3 separate regions of the Gossypium hirsutum genome follow, and regions 1 and 3 are each linked to region 2. A link is a contact called in public Hi-C data. All regions are on one chromosome and are shown on one strand. The core of a region is the stretch at or near the end of the contact, and the rest is flanking DNA. Distances in the headings are between cores, read along the strand shown. Region 1 holds the start of LOC107896986 (adenosylhomocysteinase). Region 2 has its middle 47 kb from the start of LOC107915118. Region 3 holds the start of LOC107915112 (serine/arginine repetitive matrix protein 1).

Region 1 (2,842 bases), core at 112-2,611, 200 kb before region 2:
CTCAAGGGTCAAAACTTGAAGTCCTTCCATGAGAGCCTGAAGGGCACAGATGGGATCAATCTCGGTGACAATGACGCGAGCACCGGCTTGCTTCAAGGCAGCAGCACAACCCTTGCCGACATCACCATAACCACAGACAACAGCGACCTTACCAGCAATCATGACATCGGTAGCTCTCATCAACCCATCGGGAAGAGAGTGACGGCATCCATACAAGTTATCGAACTGTTCAAAAAGATCAAATCATAACAACAATTAGACCAAAATACAGTAAAAACCACAATTGAATTAATGAACAAAAAGACAATCAGCATTGCAATTAAAATCTAAACTCCACTAACAGTAAAAACAGAGCAAGCAAATATCAGATCTGAAGAAATTTTAAAAAATATGTATATTGTTATGTTATTTCTAAATCATTTTTTATCAGATCTGCTTGGAAAAAGACAATATCCTTCATATAAGAAGTTCAAAAGGTAAAGCAGCAAAAAAGTAGGGAAAAATGTACCTTGCTCTTGGTGACAGAGTCATTGACATTAATAGCAGGGAACAACAAGGTTCCATTGGCCTGCATCTGATAAAGCCTCTTAACACCGGTTGTAGTTTCCTCAGAAACACCAACTAATCTCTCCTTCATCCTTGTATACTTCTTGGGATCTGCCTTCAACCCATCTCTAATTATCGTCAAAACAATCTGAAACTCGGCATTGTCGGTGGAAGACGGATCTGGGAGCTGCCCGGTTTTCTCATAAACCTCCTCGGCTTTAACTCCTTCATGGATCAACAGAGTAGCATCGCCACCATCATCCACGATCAGATCAGGTCCACCGGTGGGACCCCAGTCAAGGGCTCTCTCGGTACACCACCAGTATTCCTGGAGGGTCTCACCTTTCCAGGCGAACACGGCTGCCGAGTCACGGGCAATGGCGGCGGCGGCATGGTCTTGGGTAGAGAAGATATTGCAAGAGCACCAACGGACTTCAGCTCCGAGGGCGGTGAGGGTTTCGATGAGGACAGCGGTCTGGATGGTCATGTGAAGAGAACCGGTGATTTTGGCTCCCTTGAAAGGTTGGGCAGGGCCGAACTCGGCTCGGCAAGCCATGAGACCGGGCATTTCGACCTCGGCCAACTCGATCTCGAGACGACCGAAGTCAGCCTGAGACATGTCCTTGACCTTGCACTCGCGGCCGGCGGCGGTTTTCTCGACGGAAAGAGCCATGGGTTAGTGAAATGAAGTGAAGAAGAACAGATCACACTCTCCCTTGGAAAAGGAACAAAAAGATAGCGTTGAGAGAGTGGGAAGTGGCGAGGGATATACGGCGATGTAAGGATGTTATAAATAGGTTAGAGTGGTGAAATCCGACGGTGCAGATTGGGTGGGGGCGGAGTTGGTAGATCTCCATCTTCAAACTCTCCCATAATCCGATTATTACAATTTAATCTAAATTACAATAAAATTAAGATTTTTATTTAAATTTAATTATATAATTTATTTTAGTATTTAAGAATCAAATATTAAATTAAAAAACTATTTTTTTATTTATTTTTCATTGAATAAGTTATATTATTAATATAATTGCAGGTAAATTTAAATCAATCATTTTATTTTATATTTCCTAAAAGCAAAATAATCTTAAAACAAATAAGGTTGTTTTGAAAATTTTCATTTTAATGAATTATAATTTGTAAGCATTTAGAAGAAATAAAGAAGCAGCATTAAAAATCAACTTTTTGGATAAATCCTTAATTTAATAGCTAATTTGGTTTACAACTTTAAAAAATCTTAATAATTAGGTGAAATGGAATCATACAAATCTTAACTAATCAATTCTTCTTTATATTAATCTTCCCACTTGAATTGTTGAATGATGATCAAACATATTCAAACACTGTTATTTATCTTCTATATTTAATATTGTATCCATAAAATTACTTTTTAATACAATCATATAAAATATTAGAAAGCGTGAGAATGCAACTCACAATGTTTGTTTAGTTCTAATCAAGATTCTATTATTTTTTCTTTGGGTTATTAAACAATAATATTAAGTGAAAATATTAGAATGATTCTCATAAAATTATAAAATTTTAATTTGACAAAATAATCATCAAACTTGTATCAATTCATCTAAAAATTAAATCGCATTTTATATATATCCTTTTTACAAAATTTTATTTGTAACTTAATATGTTTGCACAGCTAACTTAATTTTATGTTACAAATTATCTTTAATATTATAATTAAAGCTTATGATCTTAATTTTATGTTATAAAATATTAATTTTATTTTTATCCTTTTCTAAAACTAAAAGTTTTTTTTAAATATTATTTATATGAATATTTTTAAAGTAGGTAAAATTCTTTGAATATATTTATCATTTTTATATCTATTTTATAGTTCTTGTTTGGAGTTCGTAGTTGTCTCCTTTAACAAAGTAGTCTCCGAAATTCTAACATGTATTCTCCTCGTAAGATTGTAATGTGTTTTGCGACGCCTTGGAGTTTGCACCTTCTTAGGAGTTAGTCTGTCGTCTGGCATGTGGTGGTCTGCCTTTTTTTGGCATGATTTTAGTCTGCTGTCATAGCAAGGTTTCTTTGTTTTGGTGGGATTTAATGGAAGAGGAACTAAGTAATTTAAGTATGTTAGACAAAGAAGAGGATACTTTCCAGGTTCAGAAAGATGGATCGGCGTTGGTGGAGGATTACAATCTGTGTTTGGTCGGCAGTTATTTGATTGCAACTGTAGTGCATTTTCCCTCAATGAGAAATACTATGGCTGATGTATGGCATCCTATAAGGGGCATCTCTATCACGGATATTGGAAACAAAAGATGTTTATTTC
Region 2 (2,907 bases), core at 273-2,772:
ATTTATTATATGAGATGTAAGATAAAATAATGTCAGAAGGTTGTTTGAAGCGTTAAAAAAGGTCGAAGATAGTTGAAGGGTTAAAATGACTTTTTTTTTTACAAAATTAAAAGGTTAAATAATTCATTGTATCTAAAAATTAAAAGTCAATTTACTTTAAATAAAAAAATAGAGGACAAATTAAATAAAAATTAAATTTGTTATTATGTATTATATATAAAAGGTTAGAATAAACTTTTAAAAATAAAATTTTAACTAAATAATTATTTTACTTATTCATTTAATATAGGGGATTAATTTTTTATTTTTTAGCGCCCAAGATGTATTACAGAATCACTACAATACTTTTAACGATCTGATTGACGCTTGGGCTTTCAAAAAAAAAAGAGAAAATGGATCATGGAGACCATTATTTCTCTTTTTATTTTTTAAATTTTGTATTAAATTTATAAATAATTAGGCTACTGCCAGTTTGAAGTTAATTTTGTGTTTCTTTGTATTGGGTCCATGACCTCTTTACCATTTCCCAAGATATATTATTTGTAATATTTGTAAGGAAAAAAAAAACACTAGAATTCATCACATCATCACTATATGGTGAAATAACATTTTTATTAAAATAATTATATTTCAAAAAATAAATTAACATTTAAAAAGTCAAAAAAAAATTGCTCAATACTTACTTTTAAACATAATTTTCTGATATATTATTAGTAAGACTTTTAGATTTTACAAAAAAGTGTGATAAATGTCATATTTATTTATATATTTTATTTTTTATTAAATTTCATAACACACTCATTCAACCCTTAACCTATTTATAAAATCTAAAAAATTTCTTAAAATAAATGACGTTCCTTAAAAAATCACTTGCCTAAGAGATGGAAGAAAAACAAAGAATACATTTAACTTATCATTCATTAATAATTTTATTAGTCGATTGAGTCTTAGCTCAATTGACATGAGTATTGTTGCCAATGCAGGAGGACATGGATTCAAGTACATTGACGCGCATTATCCTTCTATTTATGAGTTCGGAGGGACTATGGGTAGTGTAATAGGCCAATTTTGGCCCGGGCCTAAGAACCACAAACAAAAAATAATAAAAGCCCAATTTTTTTTACAATCCATTACAATATAACAAGCCCAATTTATAACCCAAAACCTAGCCCAAAAAGTACAAGGCCCAAATGGCCCAAAAGTTAAAACATTCTCAGAAACCCTAGAGACTTCTTGCGCCGCAACCAGCCTCCAGCGCCGTACGCCACCACAGTCATACCTCCACGTAGCCATCACCATACCTGCAAAAAGGACAAGAAAAACAACATAAATCGTAGCAAAAAATAGGAATGAAATGTATTGTTTTTTTCTTTTTTTCCTTCTGCTATAAGAAGCCAACCAAATCGCAGTGTATTTTTTTAGAGGGAGACGAATACACACAAAAAAAATAGCAATCAAAAATAGCAAAAAAAGAGAAAAGAAATTTAAAACCATTTTATCCGAAGTCCTGCGTGAAACGATGTGCAGGGAACTTCAGGAATAATTTCCTGATCAGTCCCCTGTCGTTCTTCGCACGTTCATTTAGGTCTTGGTTTGTGTTTTATTATTTTTTGTATTTTTTAATTTACGCCCCTAATTTTATTCTAATTTGCGATTCGATCCGTAGCCTTTCAGCTTCAAATTATTTTATGTATTATTTATTTTAAACTGTTTCATATACTATTTATTTTAAATCATTTTATATACTATTTATTTTAAATTGTCTTATATGTTATTTATTTCAAATTGATTTATATATTATTTATTTTAAATTGTTTTATATATTTTATTTTATTTTATTTTAAATATTATTCAATTGGTAATCAAACTCTTATAAATCTTAACTTGTTCATATATTTATTTGTTATCTCTTTAATCTCTTTTTATTAGTTTTTTGTCCCTTTTTTGAACTTCAAAATTGGCTCTTATATTTTATATATTGTGCATTTTCTCTACCTTTATTATTATTATTACTATTATTATTTTCGTTGTTTGTATATGTATTATTATTATTATTATTTTCACCATTATCGTTTTTTCATTATTAATGTTGTTAAATTATGTGTATTGTTGTTATGTTTCATTTTTTTCATGCTTGATTAGTTTGTTGAATTTATGTCGCATTATCATTCGTCCAATACGAGATTTTTACGCCTTAGCCATACTCTAATAAACTACACATTTATCATTTTTAAATATTTTATTAATTTTCACCCAAATTCATAAAAAAGGAAAATTTTCGAAAAACAAGCAATGTCCGATATTTGGGAGATTCGAGAAAACATGCCTTAACTTACGGGGTTTCGATTTTCTCGTTGAACAGAAATAACCAAACATCCTTTTAAATTTTAAAATATATGAACTTTAAATAAAAATAAAGGCAATATTCAGCGTTTAGAAACTTGAGAAGGTCGTGCCCTAACTTACAGGGTTTTGATTTTCCTCGTTGGATCTAAAAAACCGAATATCCTTTTAAAAATCAAAGTACGAATTTTAAAATAAAACAATTTAAAGGCAAGCTTATTTTCGAGGGTTCAAACGTCGTGTCCTAACTTACTGGATATGACATCTCGGAACAAGAGGACCTTTAATGCTCGTTTCTATTAATTCAAGCGTTTTTAAAATTAATAAAAAAGGGATTGTATTCTAAATTCTTTTCGAATTTTTGACTTTTGACATTAAGACATTAATTAATCAATTTGGTACCAATTTTGGGCGTTACGAGAGTGCTAATCCTTCCTCGTATGTAACCGACTCCCAAACTTGTTTTCTTTTATTTCGTAGATCAAAATTGTTGTTTTATTTAATCAAAATGTTTTATTAAAACGATCAATTACAAGGTGACCCAATCACACCTCATAAAAAAGA
Region 3 (2,760 bases), core at 48-2,547, 230 kb after region 2:
GGATGCAGGAGCCACCCCTAGTAGTCCTCCGGTAGACTTACCTGCATAACAAAAATTCAACATCTATGCCCTGAGCACTACAGACTGCAACCAAGAACCACGCTTAAAAGTGAAGCCAAAAGTAAGAACAAAGACTCAACAACAATTTTATATGGCCAGTGAGTGCAAAGTAATGAGAAGGTGAATATCATTGGGAACTTTTCAAATTCCTAATCGTGAGCCTTCTTCACCTAGAACAACAAAAATAATATACAAAAGACTGCATTTCATATTAGAAGCAAAAATTACTCTAAAGGTTTGAATATTAAAAGATCCACGTATTATATAGACAATCAAATAGGGACAAGAAACATGCAAAGTCATGCATGGCAAGTGACAGCTAAACATGCAGTTAAAACCGAATAAACATAGTTTTAACGATGTTACCTGCACTGAAGAACACCGGGAATGGGCTACCCATGATGGGTTTCCCATTGCATTCAATGTTTACCATATAGTTCCCTCTCTTAGGCACCACATAAGTTACAGAGTAAGTCCCATCTCCCATATCCTTCACAATGCCATACTGTTCTGAGCCCCCAACACCCACACCTGGCGAAACCCTCACCTTAATCTGCGCACCCCCACTCTGTACTTTCCTTTCATCTGCATCTCTCGTTACCACCATAAACGTGGAGGCAGCACAGGCAGTGCCACCCGCTATTCCTGGCCCCGCGGCCATGCATTTAACGGGATCCACGGGACCAATTGGCTTGTTCACCAAGTCACCGGTGTCCTCGGATTCACTATCCGATGAAGCAGCCACCACATCCTTGTTACGGTTCTTATCAACATCCTTGAATGTGGCTTCGAAAGCTGCTTTAGCAGCAGCAGCTTTTTCAGCCTCAGTTTTTTGCTTGGCTTCCTCGGCTTGTTTCATCCATATAGGCTTTGAAGCGGTCGTGTTTCGATCCGCCATCAATTTAAAAACACCTAAATTGCTAGAACAATCAAATAAGCAATAATGCAAATGTCAACAACAAATAAAACAACGATATTTGAGGAAAAAATCCATCCAATGTGCGCCGGTAAACCTAGCTGAAATTTCAGAACTAGAATACTATTAAAGTCCCAATTTACTAATGCAAATGAAACAAAAACTAACCAATTAGCCCACGCAAAACCTCAAAATCAAAGCTAAATAATTTTTTTTTTTAGAAAAAGGAAAAGTAGGTTTGATATGACGCTTTTTCGATTTGACTGTTCATAACTTCTGGGATCCGTTAGACTTTGTTTGGTTACCAGGAAAAGGAAAGAATTTTCTTAAAAAGGAAAAACAAAAAATGGAAACGCCTTACCGGGTAATTTTGTTTGTATCAGAATTGGAATTGGGCCGTGTCGGGCCGAGTACAGGCCAAGTATGCCAAACTTTAGATTCATTTACTGGGTTTGGATTCAACTCAAAAAATATACTTAACATTTTATTCAAATTCGATCAAGATAAAAAATGTTAAATCCGAGCTCAATCCATTTGTATTAATTTTTTTCTATATTATTTTATATATAAAATAAATTTAAAATATATAATACATTAAATATACTAAAAACATTAAATAATGTTAAGATAGTTACAACTTGCAAGTAAATACATTTAAAATAGTAACAAAATTAATAACAAAACAATAATTATAAAATATCTAAATAATAACAACAAAATAATAGCAGTATAATAGCAAAATGACAGCAAAACAATAACAAAATGACAGTAAAACAAAAGTAGAAAAAAATTAAGCAAACTCGAGTCGGGCCGGGTCAAGTCTGGACCAAAAATCTTACTTGAGGCTTGCCCCATTTAGAAAATAGGCCTTATTTTTTATTCAAGTCTATTTTTTGAACCTATATTTTTACTCACTTTTCGAGCGAGTAATTCAGCCTATGATCAAGTCACACTATATAATGTTCCAAGTTCAAGTCTCACTATATGTTTTAAGATTAAAGATTAAAGATTAAAAATCATAATGTTCTAAGTTCAACTCTCACTATACATTGTATTTTATTGATTTTAATATCTTTATAAAAGTATTATCATAATTATATAATTTACTTGTATAAATAATGTTTTCTAGTCATTTCCCAAATCAGTTAAGAAAATATCTAAAGTCCCTTTTTTTAAAAAGTTATTAATTTTTAATTTTACGAGTTTAATTTTTAATTAATTTTTTATATTTTATTTAATTTCTACAATTAGTGTAAATTAATATTCATTATTCGAATGATTAAATATAATTGAAATATATTAACTTATTTAACAAGTCAAATATTATTATAATAAAAAACCAAATCATAATTAATACATGATTAATATATTCAATATATGATATAATTTTACTTCTTAAAAGTAAAATAAGCAGCATTGCTCGAAATAATAACTAATTAACTAATTAACTTATATCAATTATTTTAATAATTCAAATATAGTGCTAATAAAAAATTAATATACTATAAATTAAACTCTTCACTATTTATAAATAATATAAATATAATATTTAGGTTATATTATAAAACTATATTATTTATAAAGTTTTATATATGAAATATATAATTATTTATTAAAACATAATGTAATTTTTTTTATATATGAAAACTATAGAATGCCACTCGATGTTTTGATTTTTCTACATGATAATGTTAAGCGAAAAGCTAGAATAAGAAAACAATCTAAATATAAAATAATTTAATATAAATTTTGAATATTAAATCTTTTAATAATCTTTACACAAT

What was found. A called contact is a pair of places that touch in the nucleus more often than the background predicts.
Region 1: a Hi-C map of leaf shows a contact between it and region 2, with 1.4 times the contacts expected there. The contact joins the promoter of LOC107896986 here to the enhancer-like site in region 2. A contact is called at or near these places in 2 of 34 Hi-C or Micro-C datasets (both in leaf).
Region 3: a Hi-C map of leaf shows a contact between it and region 2, with 2.3 times the contacts expected there. The contact joins the promoter of LOC107915112 here to the enhancer-like site in region 2. A contact is called at or near these places in 4 of 34 Hi-C or Micro-C datasets (all in leaf).

Annotation. Positions count from the first base shown.
Region 1 is chrA10:71,761,998-71,764,839 of Gossypium_hirsutum_v2.1, forward strand. LOC107896986 (adenosylhomocysteinase) reads right to left here and starts at 1,362. Exons shown (of 2, transcript XM_016822311.2): 1 at 509-1,362; 2 at 1-225. The coding sequence starts at 1,219.
Region 2 is chrA10:71,963,974-71,966,880 of Gossypium_hirsutum_v2.1, forward strand. No RefSeq gene overlaps it. Among protein-coding and RNA genes, the nearest start is that of LOC107915118, 47 kb to the right of the region's middle. Within about 2 kb of position 1,523, at least 7 of the 9 cell types and tissues checked have an H3K27ac peak or open chromatin away from gene starts, as enhancers often do. A contact at or near this core is called in leaf, where this site is marked.
Region 3 is chrA10:72,195,372-72,198,131 of Gossypium_hirsutum_v2.1, forward strand. LOC107915112 (serine/arginine repetitive matrix protein 1) reads right to left here and starts at 1,298. Exons shown (of 6, transcript XM_016844253.2): 1 at 427-1,298; 2 at 1-41. The coding sequence starts at 958.